Regions from separate parts of the Sminthopsis crassicaudata genome. Here region 1 is linked to region 2. The links are chromatin contacts, called in public Hi-C maps. All regions are on one chromosome and are shown on one strand. Each heading gives the region's core, a stretch centred on a gene start, on an enhancer-like site or on the middle of the called end of the contact. The rest is flanking DNA. Distances are from core to core; before and after follow the strand shown. Region 1 holds the start of FMC1 (formation of mitochondrial complex V assembly factor 1 homolog). Region 2 holds the start of CLEC2L (C-type lectin domain family 2 member L).

Region 1 (4,052 bases), core at 25-2,524, 190 kb before region 2:
GAGGAGGAGGGGAATCGGAGCAAACCTGTGAGACATCTTGGGCCAAACGGGGGAAGGCAAGACACCTTAAAGAACTTTCCCGTATGGACTGGACTATGTCAGAATTGTACCTTGTTCCACGTATGAATGTGTGCATACACGCAATCAAGCGTGGAAAGGGTAAATGGCAAATAGGTTGTCTCAGTTGATGTTTAAACTACAACTCCCAGAATTCTACAGGAACCTCCCAGCCAGTCTCTGTGTCTAATGTAGCTGCCAATTATTAGAATAGATATACGGGATAGGTTAAAAGTAGTGATGGCGTCAGTAATGACGCGCCAATGAAAAAAACCCAATGAATATATCATTGAAGAACGGCTTTACCAGAAGCCCCAGTGGCCTAATGGATAAGGCATTGGCCTCCTAAGCCAGGGATTGTGGGTTCGAGTCCCATCTGGGGTGAACAATTTTGTGTTAAATCTCACAAATGACTCGTTTTCTTGCGGGAAGAAACAACATGGATTCGAACCCAACAACACCGCCTCGCAATTTAGCACGTACCAGTTTCCAATCCTGAAGGGGTACATTCTTGAAGAACTTTCTGGCCATATATAAAAATTGTCATTGGGAGTCGTTTCGACCTTTTCTCTCTTAAGCATTATTTCCCTCATGTACTCTTCCAAGCAGGCATTTACCTATATTTATCCCATACTGGTCAGTCCACCTTCTGCGTGCGTGCCCTTCTTTCCATGACCCAGAACCTCTGTCGTGCTTGCCGTGCCCTCCCTTTTCACCCCGGGGTCTTGGGATTCCTGGCTTCCTTCAAAGCCCACCTCAATCGCCACCTCGCCTTGCTCTTGCCCACGCCCCCACTCCCGTCTCATCATCTCCCGCATATACTTATGTAAAATGTGCATGCTTTCTTCTCTGCTAGAATGTAAACTCCTGGAAGGCAAGGACGCTCATTCTTAGCATCTAGCGGAAAGATCTGATTCCAGACGCAGGCTCTGCATCTACGTTAATGGGCGCCGAAATTTTGCTTAATCGATGATAACAAGCAGGCTCCGCCTTCTCAGCGTCTTCTCTGATAAAGATGAGGACGTAGGTGAGAAGCGGCTGGGGGAAAGCTCAGCCGTGCCTTCTCTCAGAAGTGCAGTCCTATCGAGGTGGAGGTCAAAGAAACGCTGGAGGCCCGCAAGCCCTCAGCTTTCGTTTGCTTTTTCTTTCTGAGCTCGATTGCATAGCCTGAGTGCCGGGGCTTGAAGGTGAGGGGGTGGAGGGCGGGTCCCATTTCTGCTGGGAGTTGTGGAGCTAGGAAGAGTATTCAGGCTTGTCGCCGGCAGAGGGCGCTAACGCCACTCCTCGTCGGCCTCCGTCCTCGGCCGGGGCCTTCTCCGAGTTCAGCGCAGATCCTAAGATGGTGGCCCTGGGCCCGCCGGCCCGCACGCTGCGGGCCCTCCTGCAGGAACTGCGGTACTTGAGCGCGGCCACAGGCCGGTCCTATAGAGACACGGCAGCCTATCGGTACCTCGTGGAGGCCTTCCGGGCGCACCGGGTAAGGACCCCCGCGACCGCAGTGAGAGGGGCGGGACTGTTTGTGGGGGGAAGAGCGAGCGAGGCGGGTAGGGGAAGCGGCCGGGGAGAGAGCGGACTCCAGGCCCGCGAACGCCGCCGCCGACCTATGTCGGGATGCTAATTATTGGCACTCGCGGCATTGGCAGGGTCGGGATGGGCCCCGACTCGGGATTCCACGAATGGAGCTTTGAAATTTGCCCATCGACGCCACATCCCTTCCTAGCCCTGTGGGGTCGTGACCTCTGCTAGATGATGTCATGTAACAGGTGAATAAACTGAGGCCAGAGTGGGGATGTCACATATGACCTTGCTGGAGCACCTGGGAGAAGCCTTCTAAGACAGAGGTTCACAGTGTATCCCTGAAACGGGAGTGGGATGTTTAGCATGAACCTTCTGTGCAGATGTCATTGCAGAGAGATGGGTCCAAGAAGTTTAGGGCTTCTGCCGTAGATCTACCAGAAGCGTCACAGTCCAGGGCTGGGTGGTCATTATTGCGGAGCACGCTGTCCAAACATATGGTGAGGGTAGGAATGGGTACTATTACTGCCGTTTTGGCTATACGAGGCAATATTTATTTTTCATTTATGGAAATAGTCTGCGTGATGATGCAAAAAATTCCAGGAGCTGGGGAACTGGGAATTACCAAGAAAGAATTTGCAACTCTTAGTCAGCTAAAGCGCACAGCTTATTCCGAGGGAAATAATCAATCTCCAGGTTTCTTTAATATCCTGTATAATGTCGAGAAATCCCAAAGAAGTCCCCCTCCCCCTCCTCCTTATGTAGACCCCATGTGATGAACTTAGAGCACCTTAACAGACGTGGGCAGGTGAAAGTGATGATCTGTAATCACAGAAGAAGTCACCAGCTGACTAAGCTTGAAGTTAGGGGACTATCTTTCCGTTGGCCTTTCTATCCTCCCTATTGAGTACAAGGTCATCTTGACCCAAAGAGGAACTGAAAAATGTTAATTGGACTGAACTGGATCGAATTAGAGCAAAATGTTAACAGATAGTTAAAATGTCTCTTATATTTCCCTTTTCTCTTGTACCTTCTACTAGAATTGGTTTAGTTAGGAATTCTTACCTTTCCTTTAGTTTTTATGAAATTTATTTTTTCTATTAGGTTCTTTTGGACTATGTTGAGCCTTGTTTCTCATCCTATTACTAATCTCTTTTGTCCTTTTCCCCCTGCAAGATGGCAAGTTTAAAAGTAAGATTTGTGCTTTCTTATTTTACTGTAAAATAGAATGCTTAGTACTTTACCTCCTGTCATTTTATCTTAATTATTTTTTTCTGTGTGCATATTTATATATAAATGTTTATAAATACCAAATCATCAAAATTTAATTGATTATTGAGATGAAATTCATACTGTACTCCAAATATTATATTACTCCTTGTTAACCAGAAACAAAGCCCTGAAAGCAGTCTTTTGGAAGTAAGTTTCTATATTTTAGCATATTTGGTGCGGCTATAGTGCAGAAAGCTCAGTCTAGCATGGGGGTCTTTTCTTTAAATTATTTTGGCAACTCTTTCATAGCCTTCACCACACTGCCCAAGAGCATCATGACACACACACAAAAAAAAAGGTTTGGGACGCTTGAGCATCTTCTGACCTCATGTTCTGGATTCTGACTCCTAATTTCTTTTCTTTTCTTTTCTTTTTTAACTCAATAGTATTTTATTTTTCCAAATACATGTAAAAGATAGTTTTCAACATTCATTTTTATAAAATTTTGTGTTCCAAATTTTTCTCCTTCCCTCCCTTCCCTCCTTCCTCCCCCTAATAGCAAGCAATCTGATATAAGTTAAATATGTGCAATTCTTTTAAATATATTTGCATATTTGTCATGTTATGCAAGAAACATCAGCTGAAAAGGGAAGAGAAAGGGGGAAAAAAGCTAGCAAACAAACAACAACAACCAAAGATGAAAATACTATGCTTTCATCCACATTCAGTCTCCATAGTTTTCTCTGGATTCAGTTGATAGTTTGCATCCTAAATCTGTTACCTTGAATCACCTCATTATTGAAAAGACCCAAATCCATTACAGTTGATCATCATATAATCTTTCAGCATTCATTTTTGTAAGACTTTGAGTTCCAAAATTTTTTCCTCTTCCCTCCTTTATTTTCCCTTTCCCCAAGATAGCAAACAATCTGATATAGGTTATAGATGTATAATCATGTTTAACATATTTCCATATTATATTGGAAAAGAAAAACCACAACAAAAGGGGAAAATCATGAGAAAGAAAAAACAAACCAAAAAAGGGTGAAAATAATATGCTTCAATCCACATTTAGCCTCCATAGTTCTCTCTGGATGAGGATGGCATTTTCTATCCCAATCCTATTGGAATTGTCTTGGATCACTGTATTACTAAAAAGAGCTATGCCTGTCAGAGTTGGTCATCACATAATCACAATGTTCTCCTTCTGCTCACTTCTCTCAGTATTAGCTCACGCAAATGTTTCCAGGCTTTTCTGGAATCAACCT
Region 2 (4,048 bases), core at 844-3,343:
GTGTGACCCAGGGCAAGTCATTTAACCCTGTTTGCCTCAGTTTTCTCATCTGTAAAATGAGCTGGAGAAGGAAATAGTAAACCACTCCAGTATTCTTGCCAAGAAAACCCCAAATGGGGTTATAGAAAGTCAGATGTGACTGAAAATTGACTACAGAACCACAATAATGGAGGTAATACTTACCACCTAAACTTGTTTATTCCTCTACTTTAGGTCTCCTTGGACCTTTTATATTACCCACCTCTGCTATTAAATAGTGACTTACATTTGAAACATTGCTTTTAAGTAAAGTAGGTCAGAATAATAATAATTTAAGGTTTGCAAAAGGCTTCCCACATATTTTTTGATTGATTTTCACCACAACTCTGTAGATGCTATTGTTACCTTGGTTTTAGAGATGAAGAAAACAGACTAAGTGGGTTCCAGGCATGATTCTTGAGGGTGAGCTGTGGTCTTGCTTTGTTTCTCTCTTTGGAGTGTTTAATTGACCTTGAGGAAATCACTTTATCTTGAGCTGTAAAAGGAAGAAACTGAGCTAGATTATCTCAAGATATAAAATTTCCCTTAAGAACTGCTTTGGCTGCATCCCATCAGTTTTGGTATGTTGTCTCATTGTTGTCATTCTCTTGGATAAAATTATCGATTGTGTCTATGAGTTGTTGTTTTATCCACTCATTCTTTAGGATCACATTAGTTTCTAATTAATTTTTGGTCTATTTTCCCCTGGCCTTTTATTACATGTGTTTCTTATTGCATCATGATCTCAAAAAGATGCATTTACTATTTCTGCCTGAGCTAGATTATCTCTAAGCACCGCTCTTCATTTTAAGATTCTGTAACCTATATATTAGTGGTAGAATGGACTTACTCCTCTCAGAATCCATAAGAATATTAAACCTTGGGGTGAAGGAATAGACTCCTTCCGACTAAAAATTATAAGTAACATTTATATATTATTTAGAGATGTAAAATGACTTGCCCAAGATCATATAGCTAATAAGTATGAAAGGAAACAAGTTTGAATCTCAGATCTTGATTCAAAGTCCATCTTTAGCTCTATCCATTGTACAGTACGGGTACAGTCCAGCCATTCTTCTTCTTGGCGGGGGTGGGGGCAGGACGTCTTGAACCTCTGGCAGTTTGGTGAAACTCATGGAACCGTATTGGACTGATGATTTATAAAATGTGCAAAACAAGATACAGGAAATCAAAGATTAGTGAAAATAAAGATGTAATTTTGTGTGTGTGACAAATTCATGGATACCCTGAAATCTACCTATAGACTTCAGCTGAAGAATCCCAGCTCTAATTATAAGTCCGAAAGGAGTTCTCTTGGTAATTAATCATAGCCTGGCTAAGCCCCTATAATAACAAAGAAAATGTGTTTGCTCTCCCCGAGGTGCCAGACGCCGGCATCACACCACGTCCCCAGGATCCTAAGGCGCGCAGAGGACTATGTTTCTGCAGAGCTCTTCTCTGTCCAAGGTCCCGCTGGGCAGGTGTCTAACCAAGCTCCCGCACGCTCCCCCTTCCCCATGGCCCGTTCTGTGACCTCTAAGCGGCCCCTCCACACTTGGGGGATGCGTTTTCTTCCCTCGCCCCTTGGCTCCAGGCTGAAGGGGAGCCAGGGAATCTGGGGTGGAGGCGAGAAAGGAGATCCCCGGATCCCCCTTCCTCAAACCCCACCCCACTCCCGTGGCCTCCCTTTCCCAAACTCCCCATAGACTCTCAAGTCTCTCTATCCTTCCGCTCCCCCCCCCCCCAATCCCCAAGCTCCTGGATGCTAACAGCTTTCTTTGGCCGCTTGTGTTCTCGGGGTCCCCGCTGCTCCCCCCACCCTCCTCCCTCAGTGCTCCCTCCCTATTCTGATCTTCCTCGGGATTCTAGGTTCGCCGACCCCTGCAGCCTTCCATTGCTCACATCTTCCCCGCCCCCTCTCCCCCAGCACTCCAGCCTCATTGCACTTCTCCTCGGGTCCTCCCGCCCGGCTGCCACCCCCGTCGCCTTGGCGCCTCTTCTCCCCACCCTCCTCTTCTTTCTCTCCTCCCTCATTCTTCTCTCCCTCCCCCCGCCCCCTTCCCAAACCGAGAAACTCTAGAGGCAGATGCTGCGGCTGGGGAAGCAGGAAGGGACGTTGCTGAGAATCCTGGTCCTGGAGAGGAGCGGAGCGCTACTGTCCCTGAGCTGCAGAAGCTCTTGTCTGCATCCCTCCCATCCTCAGCTCCTGCTCCCACCCGGAGGGAGGGAGGGACAAAGGGAGGGTCTCTGGCCAGTTCGGGCTCGGTTTCCCCCCAGCCTGGTAACGGAAGTGCCAGGCGCCCTTTAGCAGAGGGGCGGGGGCACCGGAGTGGGAGGGGGGCATGGAGCCTGTCCGGGAGCCCCCCAGGAGGAGTCGGCCCCCTCCGCCCCCCGCTCCAGCCGCGGCGGCGGCGGCGGCTCCTTTGCCGAGAGTACTCTCCCCTGGGGACGGGGAGGGCCGGGGCCAGGAGGTGCTGCTGAGAAGATCAGGATCCGGGTACGAGGGCAGTACCAGCTGGAAGGCGGCCTTGGAGGGTAAGCAAGTAACATCCTCCTTCCTCCTCCATGGTTGCTGCCTCCCCAGAGAATCCTGTCCTCTTCTCAGGGTCCCTAGCTAGGGCAAGCCTCGGCTGAGGTCCTATCCTTTCCGAGCGCCGTCTGACTCCATCATACTCTTACTACCTTATCCGGTACCCCACCCCCACTCTTCACCGGGTCTCCCGGGTAAGATCTGATCAGCCTGGGCAGTGAGGGTGAGGGTCTGGCGCTTCTCATTCCTGCCAGAGACACCGTTAGCAGAGTTACCTTGATCTTTTATCCCTAGAGGTTGGGGCTTGGAGGTGGGAAAAAATTCAGATTTAGAATAGATCAAATGCCATTTGGTAGAAAAGAACCCCGTGCTGGGATTCAAAAGACCTAGATTCTCACCTTGGCCTTGAATGTTAACTCACAATGTGACCTTGCATGAGTAACTTAATGCTTTGGGCTATGGCTTTCCCCATACATAAGCTGGAGCATATTGTACTGCCTACCAACTCACAGGGATGTTGGGGAGACAAACTGAGATTGGAGATACAAGCACACTTGGGGAAAATAAGTTAACAAAACATGACATAACTGAGTAGCTTTCTGAAATGAATCATCCTCACCTGGTAAAAATGAAGATAAAGTCATGATTTGGACAGAAAAAAGGAAATGAGTATACACATACATCTCTCCCTTGATAAACGTTTTATACTTTCTAGAGCTAGCTTTCCTCAAAGCCTTAACCTACTTCTGAGTATCCCACATGACTCAGAGGAGAGAAATCAACCCACCACAGTGGGTTTAGAGAGGTTGTTAGACCTTTAGTGCAATTTATATAAGTAACTCTTCCCAGTGCAGCTCCACATCTTACAGTCAAAGTTACTTGGGACATGGAGAGGTAAGTGATTTGCCCAGGTGCCATAATCAATATGTAGCTGAGGGAAGACTTGAACCTTAGTCATCCTTGCTCTAAAGATAGCACCCTATCCACACCACCACATTGTCTTAACAAATCTGGCTTTAGACAGTGCTCATGTCAATACTGAAGTGGTAGAGGGGACTTCCTGAAAGGATGGTGGTGATGTAAGACTGGAAATTAGAAGCCTGGGTGGTGACTTTGCAGAGACAGGCGTTGAAGATGAAGAAAAGTATGGCGGCTGTTTCAGAAGACTTGTGGGTGAGAAAACAGACTAATGGAAACATCAGGAGAGAAGAAAGAACTAAGCAAGAGAAAGTGGAGAATGCATATACTGGGTTACTGTCAGGCTCTGCCTTATCTAAAAGTCCACATTCTAGTGTAAACCAGCTAGGTGGATTGATTTAATCACAAGTTATCTGCACCTTAGCCCTTTCCTCACTAGTTTATGATGTTTCCTTTCCACTATCATATTCCCCAGACCATAGTAATCTACATCCAGGGGTGATCAGAAATATTCATTGATTGACAGTTGACTGACTTCCAGCAGGCTTACCTTAGCCAAAAGGAAAGTGGAAAAAATGGAGT

What was found. A called contact is a pair of places that touch in the nucleus more often than the background predicts.
Region 1: a contact with region 2 is called in a Hi-C map of hippocampus, with 4 times the contacts expected there. The contact joins the promoter of FMC1 here to the promoter of CLEC2L in region 2. A contact is called at or near these places in 2 of 2 Hi-C or Micro-C datasets (fibroblasts and hippocampus).

Annotation. Positions count from the first base shown.
Region 1 is chr5:103,074,355-103,078,406 of ASM4859323v1, reverse strand. FMC1 (formation of mitochondrial complex V assembly factor 1 homolog) reads left to right here and starts at 1,274. Exons shown (of 2, transcript XM_074267791.1): 1 at 1,274-1,534. The coding sequence starts at 1,397. TRNAR-CCU (transfer RNA arginine (anticodon CCU)) reads left to right here and starts at 369; the gene lies at 369-441.
Region 2 is chr5:102,880,909-102,884,956 of ASM4859323v1, reverse strand. CLEC2L (C-type lectin domain family 2 member L) reads left to right here and starts at 2,093. Exons shown (of 5, transcript XM_074267773.1): 1 at 2,093-2,553. The coding sequence starts at 2,361.